Linked DNA regions of Mus musculus: region 2 is linked to region 1. A link is a contact called in public promoter capture Hi-C data. All regions are on one chromosome and are shown on one strand. Each heading gives the region's core, a stretch centred on a gene start, on an enhancer-like site or on the middle of the called end of the contact. The rest is flanking DNA. Distances are from core to core; before and after follow the strand shown. Region 1 holds the start of S100a3 (S100 calcium binding protein A3). Region 2 holds the start of Mrpl9 (mitochondrial ribosomal protein L9).

The links. Promoter capture Hi-C pulls out the DNA fragments that hold promoters and counts their contacts.
Region 2: a contact with region 1 is called in a promoter capture Hi-C map of cranial neural crest. The contact joins the promoter of Mrpl9 here to the promoter of S100a3 in region 1. A contact is called at or near these places in 3 of 39 promoter capture datasets (the HPC-7 cell line, cranial neural crest and second pharyngeal arch cranial neural crest).

What each region holds. Positions count from the first base shown.
Region 1 is chr3:90,595,799-90,601,730 of GRCm38.p6, forward strand. S100a3 (S100 calcium binding protein A3) reads left to right here and starts at 4,416. Exons shown (of 3, transcript NM_011310.3): 1 at 4,416-4,470.
Region 2 is chr3:94,439,221-94,444,678 of GRCm38.p6, forward strand. It overlaps Mrpl9 (mitochondrial ribosomal protein L9), which reads left to right and starts at 4,116. Exons shown (of 7, transcript NM_030116.2): 1 at 4,116-4,274; 2 at 4,439-4,595; 3 at 5,367-5,458. The coding sequence starts at 4,131.

The sequences.
Region 1 (5,932 bases), core at 3,166-5,665:
TTATCTTGGTGGCTTTAGCCTCGAAGGGCAAGGACAGAGGTTAGGGTAAGCTGGTCTCCTACTAGAAGCCCCAGACAAACATTTATTAAATGACTAATGTGCCTCTGTGCAGAGTTCAGCAGAAACTGACCCAAAGGTTAAGGTAGCAAAGGAGACAAGCACAAATGGTGGAAATCCCTAGCGTTTTTACTCGTAGTTATTGCTAGAGCCCAGGGTTGTGCTATGAAACCTAGGTTGTGCTCAAATCTTCAGCAATCACCCTGGTTCAGCTTTCCTTGTTCTAAGAGAACAGGCAAGCAGTGCCAAGCTCAATCTCATCGTGTTTTAGCTATCCATTAGACACTCTTGTGGGCTGGAAGGTCAGTAAAGTGGCTTTCAAGTAAGACCTTGAAAAGTACCCTATGTGGCTTCTATCATTTTAAACCAAACATCAGAGATGTCAGTCGCACTAGCACAAGACCTGCCCAGCTCATCACCTCCAGAGCTACTGATGTTCAAAGTCAACTAGGAGCCAGCAAAGCTAGAATTAAATGGCGCCACACTTAAGAGCATGTACTGTTTGTGCAGAGGAACTGAGCTCGGTTCTCATAACCCACACGGCACTCAGTCATGGGTTCTGAGAAGATGGAGTGAGCTGGTACCCTACAGTTCCCATGTGGGACACTTCATCTCTCCACCAACCCACTCTTCTCATCTGTGCAATGGACACAGCTTGGTTGTCAAAGCAAGTGATAGGTCTAACCTCTGCAGGCTCTTGGTTTAGATTCTCTCTTCACCTCCCAGTTCCAATACTGTAGCTTCAGTTCTGACTCTAGCTTCCTCACTGGCCTCAGTAATCAGATACCCCTTTCCAAATGTTCTCCATACATGGCTCAGAAGATCAGAAAGGATGTCTATTGTTTCAGTTAAGTTAATTTAGCCTCCTGGGGCTATTGGATATGGGTGGTTACTCTAGACAAAGGGCTTAGGACCTTTTGCCAGAAGTAAATAGTGTGTCCAGATCCTTGGGACACCCTATCTTATTTTTCCCCTTGAGGTGCAAGAGCAGATGCTGTCCTTTAGAAGGGTGATGTATTTTCCAGGGATCGTAGGCGATGGTGGTGATAGTGAGGAGAGTCAGAGCTTTAGCTTGTAAGAAGTCCGGCCAGATCGGCTAGCATCTGTGCTCACCCTTTGCACACTTGAGGCCAAGCTTCTCAGTCTCCAGCCACGACACATTTTCCAGCGGTCAGCTCTCCTGTCCTCAGGGAGTTAGTTATGCAAAGTGAGAAGCCATGGTCCTAGGCTCAGCCTAAGGGTGGGAATGGAGCATGTGGACAGGAAAGAGCAAGAAAGATGGAAGATAGCTCTAGTCCAGGCCTTGGAACTGGGGTCCTCTGCTGTGCACTGGGACCACTGCAGAAAAAGGATTTAGGGAAGAGTCTGGAAACTTCAATAGGGCAGGAAGATTCCAGAAACTTTGTTCTTTTTTTGGGGGGGGTGGGGTTGGTACAAGGGAAGAGAGTTTAGAGTCATTGCTATCATCTTTATGGAGGCAAAAGTGGGCAAGATGACCTGGTGAGGAAGGATGGGGTCTAACCCCTTCCCCCCAGTAATCCAGGGAAACTCATATTAAATTGAACTCAGAGTCCAGAGCACTCACATTGCCACAATAACTAGTAGCAAAATGTATTTGCAAAAAAAAAAAAAATTCTGAGACAAGGTCTTACTACATAGCTCTTACTGGCCTGAAACTTGCTATGTAGACTAGGCTGGACTTGAACTCACCAAGATCTGCTTGCCTCTGCCTTTTAAGTGCTGGGATAAAATACATGTTCCCCCATATATGGCAATACTTAGGATTCTTACGGTAGGAATCTTTGAGATAGGAAATTAAGTCTCTAACAAGGTAAAGTGCAGACATGGTGAAGTTAGGTGCTGAGGTGGGGTGGAGTTCTAAGTGAAGGCCCAATTAAGCATTCTTTCCATGTGCATTCTCCAACTCCATGTCTCCAACAAGGCATGCCTCTAGGCCTCTCCCAGCTTTCTCTCGGTGGACAGAGAAGCTGTGTTCTCAGGGGCTGTGGCTGTGCCCAAAAACGTGAAGGGCTGTTGGATAAGAAAGTGGGCTCAGGAGCCAGGCTGCTGGGCTCGTCCAGCCTATTAAACATTCCTTTGTTATTGTCTGTTTCTCCCACTAGATTGTCATCTCCCTTGAGAGGGACTGTGTCTGTTTTGTTTATGCTATACCCCCGATGCCTAGTATCAGTGCCTCTAATTACTTGTATAAACAGTGACTAGCAAGCCTGCCACTCATTAGTCATATGATTCCGGGCAAGTTGTTACCTCTCGGAGTTAACATTTACCAAGCCTTCACTGTATTTTAGCAGTGTTTATTCCATGAGCCTTGCTTGTGCTAACTCAAACTCCACAAGAGCCTTATGAGATGGTTACTATTTTTATTTCCATCAATGAGGAAAATCAGGTCACAAGAGCAGAGATGACATGCTTAAGGTAGCTGGTAGCAGAGGCTTAACACAGATGAGATTAAGTCATTGACCTAGAAGCAAATTAATTGTTGGTCTACTCTGGCCCCTCCTTCTGCGGCCATGTGACCCTCTCCGTCCTGTGTCTCAGACTGCTCATAACTCCTTGCCAATAAAACAGAGTTAATCACAACTCATACTTCCTTCTGCCTCCATTGCCCACTCCCCTCATCCACAGCCTGGCAACCTCGAAGAGGAGATTGTGTCCCAGACAAAGCTGGGTACCGAGCCCAGGGTGAGGGCCATACAGGCATGAGGTTTTTTGTCACTGGCCAGGAAGCCAGGTTTCTCTTCTCCTTCCTGTATTCTTCTGGGTGTTGTGTTTTTTTTTTTTTTTTTTTTCTTGTGGAATGGAGAAGCTTTGGGGTGGGAGAGAACAGAGAAGCAGCAGGAGGGTATTTCCATGTCTGGTCAGTGGTGGTCTCCCCCATGCCAGCTAAGAATGGCAGGGGAAAACAAAGAATAGCCAGAAATGCCAGGCAGAATTAAAATGATCAAGTTCAAACATCAAAGACCAACAAGGAATTAAGCCCAGACATGGTGGTGCACACCTCTCACCCCAGAACTTGGGAGGCAGAGGCAGGCAGATTTCTGTGAGTTTAAGGTCAGCCTGGTCTACAGAGTGAGTTCCAGGATAGCCAGGAGATAGCTATGTAGAGAGACTCTGTCTCAACAAACAAAACGAGTTCCTCTGTGGTTGGAGAGATGGCCCAGAGGTTAAGAGTACTTGCTGTTCTTGCAGAGGACCCAGATTTGGTTCTCAGCACCCACATCAGGGGGCTTACAACTATCTGTAACCCCAACTCTGTGGGGACTCAGTGCCTGTGGCCTTTATAGGTACCTGCACTAATACAGACAACACTCACAGACAGACACATAAGGGAAAATAAATTACAATCTTTCAAAATAAAATCAGATCTTTAAAACAACAATAAACCAAACCAAACAAATAAAAACTTGTTTAAAAAACAAAAACAAAACCGAAAACCTCAAGTGATGGCAAAGTCTGTGAAGCTGAGCAGGGCGGGCACCCTGAGGGCTCTGGCCATACCCACTCTCAAATTTGGGTTTGATGATTTGGGGGAAAAGACACAAGATGAAGCCCAGGGCTCACAGAGGTGATAAGTAGAGACTTGATCCTGGAACCCCATGGGGTAATATGCTTAAGCCAAAAAACGAACACTCTGCCCCAGGACTGCCTGGAAAGTCACTCGCCCCAGCACAGAACACAACAGTGGAACCTTGTGAGCTCTGGAGCTTGGGGACATGCCAGCTTTCTCATGAATCTGTGACCCAAGTTCATCCATTATCACTTGGAGCAGAAAGGCAAGAAAGTTCAAGCCCTGACAGCTGGTGGCTGCCTCAGAGAACAGCCTTCTCTCTAGGCTTCAAAAATACCTCCTTTCCTCCAGCGAAATAAGCAATTCACAGTCAAAGGCCACCCAACACTCAGTGCTCTGGAGGCTGGGCAGAGAGGGTGTTCCATGGCCTCAGACTCCTCACCTGTAAATAGGAGCCTTAGCCAGATGCTCCCAAGGTCTCCCCTGCACAGATACTCTCTGGAGGTACACCCTAAGAGAGCCCAAGATGTGTCCCCATTTTGTATTCTTGGTCTCTTCACAATAAAGAGCTCAGTAGAGGGATGTGTGTAGCTGGAAGATGCAAGCAGGAAGCTGTTACCAGTTCCCAGCTTTGGGGAAGGGCAGAGGGGGGAATGAGTAGGGGAGCGGTGCCTGAGACTCTGACTGGGTCTTTGATGTGTGCGTTGCTAGGTGGGCGGTGGGCCTGTAATAGAGGCTACTGAGGGATGGAGGCAGGGGACCCTGAGGGCAGCCTCAGCGTTGACCTACTTGGGTCCTTATAATTGCTCCCTTCATCTCTCGAGAGGCTACAAATAGGGACACCCAGTTGGTAGGCTCCTACAGCTGAAGCAACAGCAGCAGTGGTGAGTATGGTTGCTTGGGAACTGCATTGGGCTCGGAGTTGGGGCAGCTCAGAAAGCCCTCAACAGGTAGCCTGTTCCTGGAGACAGGGTCTGGATATGGGAGCAGAAAGCTGATGTGAGCAGGTGATGGGGACTCAGAGGGTCCCTTGTACACTAAGGAGCTGTAAGGAAGTTTGTTTTGGGTAGTGTGCCCAGCCACGATCTTGTACTGATGTGGGGGGGACAGTAGCCAGCTATGCTTCTGGGGTAGCCCTTAGTGAGCTCCGTGCTTTTGCTCCTTGACTCTTTGCTTCATTCCTGGGGACGAGTTGGGACAGGCCAGGGCTGCAGGAGAAGAGAGGATTCCTTTGAGTCTTCAAGCCCTGTGCTTCTGAAATAGCAACTGAAGTGGCGCCAGGCAGGCTGGGAGGAATCAGAAGGGCTCAGAGGAGCCGAGCTCCTGGGATCACCCCTCTTTCCTCTCCAAGGATCATGGTGCTTTCCTCTTCTGGGAACATGGATCCTTGCTGCAGTGCCAGGCTATCACAGAGAATTAGACCCCCATAATGCTTGACACTTCAGCCCCATTCTCCTACTTTCCTGCCAGCTACAGTCTTGCTAGCTATTTGCTCCCCATAGAGGGAACTCACCAGGAAGAGTCTTGGCTCTGGCTACCCTGTGTTGGAGGACTCTAGTCCCCCGAGGGAGTCAGGAGTGAGTCATTGGACTCACATGGAAACAACTCCATTGCCTCCCTGCCAGCCCAGGGTTCGCCCAGGCTGCATGGGCAATGGAAGGGGACAATAGATGTGGGGTGAAGGAAGGAATTCTAGGAAGTGTTTCCCTTCCATCTCAGTGGGGGACTCTTCTCAAAGCCTTCTGAGGTCCCCCGGGGGATGGGAGGATAGCTAAAGGATGGAGTAGGTCATAGATGAGTAGATCTATGTATGAACTGGTGGACTCTGCAGACGCCACCTGGTCCATGTTTCTGACTAGGCCTGTGAGGCTAGATTATCCCACTTTGCAGATAAGACAACTGAGACCCAGAGAGAAACAGTTCGCTCAGGGCTTCAGAGTGCACAATAGAATGAGGGTCCTCAATTGCAGTTTCTTTGAGTTCAGGGTAGGAGGCATAGTGAGGTGGAGGGGTCCTGTCAGGCCTCACCACTGCCTCTGGCATTAGCCTCACCAGGATCTGGACAAAGAAGCCCTGGGCAGGGCTTCCTGTGCAAGCTCTTACAGGATGACGCTCCAGGTCTCCAAAAGGCAGAGGCTTTCTAGGATCAAGGGCAGCATCACATGGAATGGTGCCCAATAAAAGACTGAGAATTCCCAGGTGTTGTGATGGGAAACGATGGGAGGGAGTCAGAGTCAGAGGGAGGCTCCCAGTTGGGGTGAAGGTGGTAGATATTCTGCTCCTGAGGAATTTATGGTGATGTCAGGGAACTGAAACTTCTGTCTAGAAAAATCACAACAGGCACAG
Region 2 (5,458 bases), core at 2,866-5,365, 3.8 Mb after region 1:
AAATGTAAATAAAGAAAATATCTAATAAAAAAAGAAGAAGCCAGGGACTGGAGAGGTGGCTCAGTGGTTAAGAGCACTGACTGCTCTTCCCGAGGTCCTGAGTTCAAATCCCAGTAACTACATGGTGGCTCACAACCATCTGTAATGGGATCCGACCCTCTTCTAGTGTGTCTGAAGATAACTGCAGTGTACTCATATACATAAACTAAATAAACAATTTAAAAAGAAGAAGGAGGAGGAAGAGGAAGCAGAAGCAGAAACTGGGCAGTGGTGGCGCACGCCTTTAATCCCAGCACTCGGGAGGCAGAGGCAAACAGATTTCTGAGTTTGAGGCCACCCTGGTCTAAAGAGTGAGTTCCAGGACAGCCAGGGCTACACAGAGAAACCTTGTCTCGAAAAACCGAAAAAGGAGGAGGAGGAGGAGGAGGAGGAGGAGGAGGAGGAGGAGGAGGAGGAGGAGGAGGAGGAGGAGGAGGAGGAGGAGGAGATGGTCTTATGCAGCCCAGAATAGTCTAGAACTGAGTAGGTGAGGATGGCTTTGAACTTTGGATCTTCCTGCCTCTACCTCCAAAGTGCTGAGATTACAAGCATAAGCTACATCTGGCTTAAGGAAAGAAAATCCTATAAAACTGTGTAGGACACATCTCTTATTCCGTGACTACTACAGAAAAAGATAATGTGTTCTCCACAATGGGGCATCAAGCCACACACACACACAATCACAATCACAATCACACAATCAACTGTTTTTCTCCTTGAACCCGTGAAAGAAAGCCCTAAACAGGAACCAGGCACTCCTACTGCATGCTTGCTCAGGACCCACTGCTCCATGTAGTACATCTAACTTGTGCCTTTACTTTGCTTCCAAATAAGATCTCTTACTACTTAGCTCTGTGTACACTTTTCTGTGTCAGTGTGAAAACACTGGGGTACGAGTGACCCCCAATAACATCCTTGGTGACCTCAACCAGAAGGTAAGAGAGTAAATCCTCTTCTGTCTCATTGATGCAAATTTTCCTCACACAGTGTCCACTTTTGTTCCAATCGGATGCTATGGTTGTGCATGGTAGCAGGCTGAACTACCTGTTTAGTCAGAAAGCCATCCCATGTCAGCCTCCCCACTTGTCTGGCCAATAAGGAGCAGGTAGCTGGAGCCCTCCATCAGCTGTTTCACCAAGACAGCAAAGAGGAAGACATGGGTGTGACAGGTACCTTCCAGCCAGGGCTTGAAACAAACAGTCAACCAAATAAAGTCAGTATGATTTTATGGTAGAATAGAGATGCAACAAGGTAGTCTCCTGCCTCTTTCCAATATACCTTTTGTTCTAAAAAAAAAAAAAAAAAAAGTGTTACCACTTAGATTTGGGAGAGAGAGCTCGATCCTCCTGCCTCTGCAGGGATTAAAGACCGGCACCACCATGCCAGCCTGCCACATGGATCCTTTTAACTTAATTCCTATGCATGTGTATGTGGAAGTCAGAGGACAGCTTTTCCAAGTAGTCTATTCTTTCCTTTCACCTTGTTTTTAAACCAAAGGCTCTTGTTCTATCTGCTGCTACACTGTGAATTTAAGCTTCTGGTCAGTTCTCTTGTCTCTATCTCCTATCACCATAGTAATGCTGAGGTTGAGATTACAGACTCAATGGACTCAAGTTACTTCATCTGGCTTTAGGGGGTTTTGTGTGTTGTGGGACTCTAACCCAGTTTATCAGAGCTGCATACGAGCAATTTACCCAGTGAACCATCTTTCCAGCTCTGCCTCTTAGATTTTAAACATTTCCTGTCTTCTTTCCTTTTTATTTCTCTTTTCACTTTCCCTTTTTTCTCACTTTTCCTTGACCTCGTTAGTGTTCTACATGTGATATATATTCTATATGTTTTAATTATTTAGCGTAATTATTTAAGAACATATAGGGTTTTCCTGATGCCTTGTGAAATAAAGAAGCTTTTAAAAATGTGCTCAGCACTCAGAGGATCAGAGGTAGTTCTGAGCTGAAAGCCTCCTCCTTGGGAACTAGTTTTCATGGTGCTAAAGGAAGAAAGCAACTGATAGTCCTACCTAGCTATGATGCCTACCAACCACAACAGTAACCAGCAGCATGCATACTACCTTGACAGTAACCAACAACGCTCTAATTGTACTTCAGGACCTCTCCACAAGAGGGAAGTCATGCCTGTTTCTGGAAACTTAAGATGTTCCTGCCTAGTGAGGTCATGGATCTTGGAGGAGAACCTATAACTACCACCCTACTAAACCAGCATAATCTCTAACTACATTCTAAAACGTTATCCTTCTTCCCACAGATAAGTGTAGTTCTTGCCACTCATCAAGGAAACATCTTTGTAACAAGTGGACATCGTTACAGAAACTACAACCATCAAAACGGAGAGTTGTGAAACGCACTCCCAACTGATACATCTATAATATACCTGCATCTCAAGTTTAGGGATTGTTGTAGAAGAGGAGGCAGAACAATTCTATGAAGTAGAGGAACAGGAAGTTTGCTATGAGATTGTGTCTCCTAAAAATGTCAGGGGCGCTACATCTGTGAATTCTTACCAACATTGCTACCTAAACAAGACCTGAACAAGGAGGACACTAATATACTAATATACTAATGAGAAAGGAAAAAGCTCACAAGGCCTCAACCCTAGACAAAGAGCTACAGGCAAGAAAAGAATGCTGAGAACAGGAGAAATAATCTTCCCCAGGGAAGAGCACACCAGTTGGTTACCCAATACGAAATGATCAGCCCTGAAAACATACATACGTACAAGTAAGAATGTACAGACTGAGCAGATTATATTTATATATTTAAGAATGTATAAACACAAATATAAATAACAAGGGGAAAGAGTCCATGAATCTGAGAGAGGAGGAGAGGGGTTAGAAGGAGAAAAAGGGTAAAATTATATAATCTCAAATATACAAACGTGTAAAAATTTTAAAATAATAAGATGTTTCAAAGAATGGAGGAAAACAAAACAACAAAATGGAATTCTCATCAGCTGTAACAGGAACACCTGCAGGTAGGGCAGTTTATAAAGAATGGGGCATACATTACGTTTTAAATGTCTGTTAGACATATAAGATGATGATGAATAAGAAGTTGGGTATTCCAATGTGAAGTTTGTGGGAGCCTAGGATAAGAATTTGGACATCACTGGCATATAAATAGCGGTTAGCCATAAGGTGAACTGAGAGCATCAAGACACTGGATACTAAAAAGAATGAAATTCCACATACTGAGTGCTGGGTGCAAACAATTAAAAGACTGTTGAAGACTTGTCCTGAATACCAAGGAAATGCGTGTAGGTCAGTCTATGTAAGTGCACATAAAATGGAGTGTAGCACATCTTTCCACACTCCTTTATAGACCCTCATTTTATAACCATCTATTAAGCACAAAGACTCCACAGAAGGACCTGCTTGTGCCTAACAGTAGTTTCTTTTTCTCTACAGTTTGTCTCCTGCAACTCTTTAAATATTAGCTTAAATACAATAGTAACAATATCATGGAAAGTTGCAGAGTTTTTAGAGGATCCCATCCTTCGACTACTTTTAGAAAGATTCAAGGGAAAATTGAGAGTGACATCCATATTTTAGTGTTCAGAAATTATAGCATGTCAAAATTAGAAGTGATCCCAGTACCTAGAACTAAACCAAACCACTTATATTGTTATCATTGGTTTTTATGGATAAAAATCCTCCTCCTCACCAGTTAATTATTATTATTGGTCTCGCTATGTAGCCCTGGCTGGCCTAGAGCTTGAGATGTAAACCAGATTAGCTTGAACTTGTCCTGCAGGAAGATTACAGGGTGCGCCAAGCCCCCTCCGCCTCTTTTTTTAAAAGTGAAGCCAAAAAAAAAAAAAAAAAAAAAAAAAAGTACGTTTTCCACTGTCGGTCCACGCAAAGCTCTGTGGAAAGTGGTGACAAAAAAAAAAAAAAGCAGTTCTCTCCGCTGTCCTATCGTCGGCGTGCAAGGCGGGGTTGCGGCAACTCTCCCACTCCCCATGCCCAGGTCTCAGCGCAGCCTATATCTATACCACTCAGGCGCGCCGCGGGCAGCCCAGAGGCGCAGCTGCGCATGCGCGGGGTCCTTCTTCCGCCTGTCCGCTCCGCTGTCATGGCGGCCTCTGTGGCTCCCGGGGTTAGGACTCTGTGGTGGGCAGGTGCTGCTTGGCTGCGTCAAGGAGGCATCCGGGAGCTATTCCGGCCGCGAATTGAAGGGAGTACCCCGGGGCGTGACTTCAGTCTCTCTCATTATCAGGTGAGGGCCGGCTGGGGCTTGGGTCCTACACGGTGGGGGACAGGAGTGTCGTTCGTGCCAGACTCAGACTGCGGGGCTGGGGGGCAGACTTTCCTGGGGACGCCGGCGGGGTGGCGGGTTGTTCTCTGCGGACACTCGCTCACCCCAGCCTCCCTGACCACCAGAGCACGGTCATCGTGGAGCGCTGGTGGAAGGTGCCGCTCGCCGGGGAGGGCCGAAAGCCGCACCTGCACCGGCGTCACCGCGTGTATAAGTTGGTGGAGGACACGAAACACCGGCCCAAAGACAACTTGGAGCTCATCCTCACGCAGTCTGTGGACGGTAAGGCTTGGGCCCAGGTACTGACCCCTTCCCCTGTCCCTGTCCTCTGTCCCCTGCTCTTGTTTGACGTTAACCGCTTCCTGCCTCTCTTTTGTTGCTTTGTTTTTACTACTTTGTGGTTCTGGTGAGAAAAAAAAAGTCACGGAAAATTAAAACGTGTGTGCAATATTGTTAACTGTGTAAAGAGAAGCCTAACAGTTCGCAGCACAAACAGTGACATTCTTTGATTGAACAGCTCAGTCTGCACCAGTTTTTAAGCTAGACGTGTGACAAGTGTAGTTCCTAATAAATGCATGGTGTGTGTGTGTGTGTGTGTGTGTGTGTGTGTGTGTGTGTGTGAGAGAGAGAGAGAGAGAGAGAGAGAGAGAGAGAGAGAGAAAGAGAAAGAAGGGGGGCGCCAAAGGTCCACCTTATTTGATACAGGGCATGAGTTGAGCCCCCAGGGATGTAGGTATTACCTCCCCTCAGTGCTAAGGTTATGGACAATATCCAAACTCAGATCCTCTATGCAGCTGGCACTTTAACGACTGGACCTTATAACCTGCCCTAGTAAATTGACGGTGGTGGTGGTGGTGGTGTTTGTAAGGAAGAATAAAAACTGTGAGAAAGTAAGGGCTGTCTCTTTTCTATGCCCCTCCCTTTTGGTGATGCTGGAGATGTACCCCAAGGCCTGAGTACACTAAGGCACAGCCTTTACCTGTGGCTGATCCCATGATCATCTTTTCCATAGCCTGCAGAGATTTCATCTGCCATTCCCGTTCTCATTGACAGAAATTGGAGTCCGGGGTGATCTGGTCTCAGTGAAGAAATCTGTGGGTCGTAACAAGCTCCTTTCTCAGGGACTGGCAGTGTATGCTTCTCCT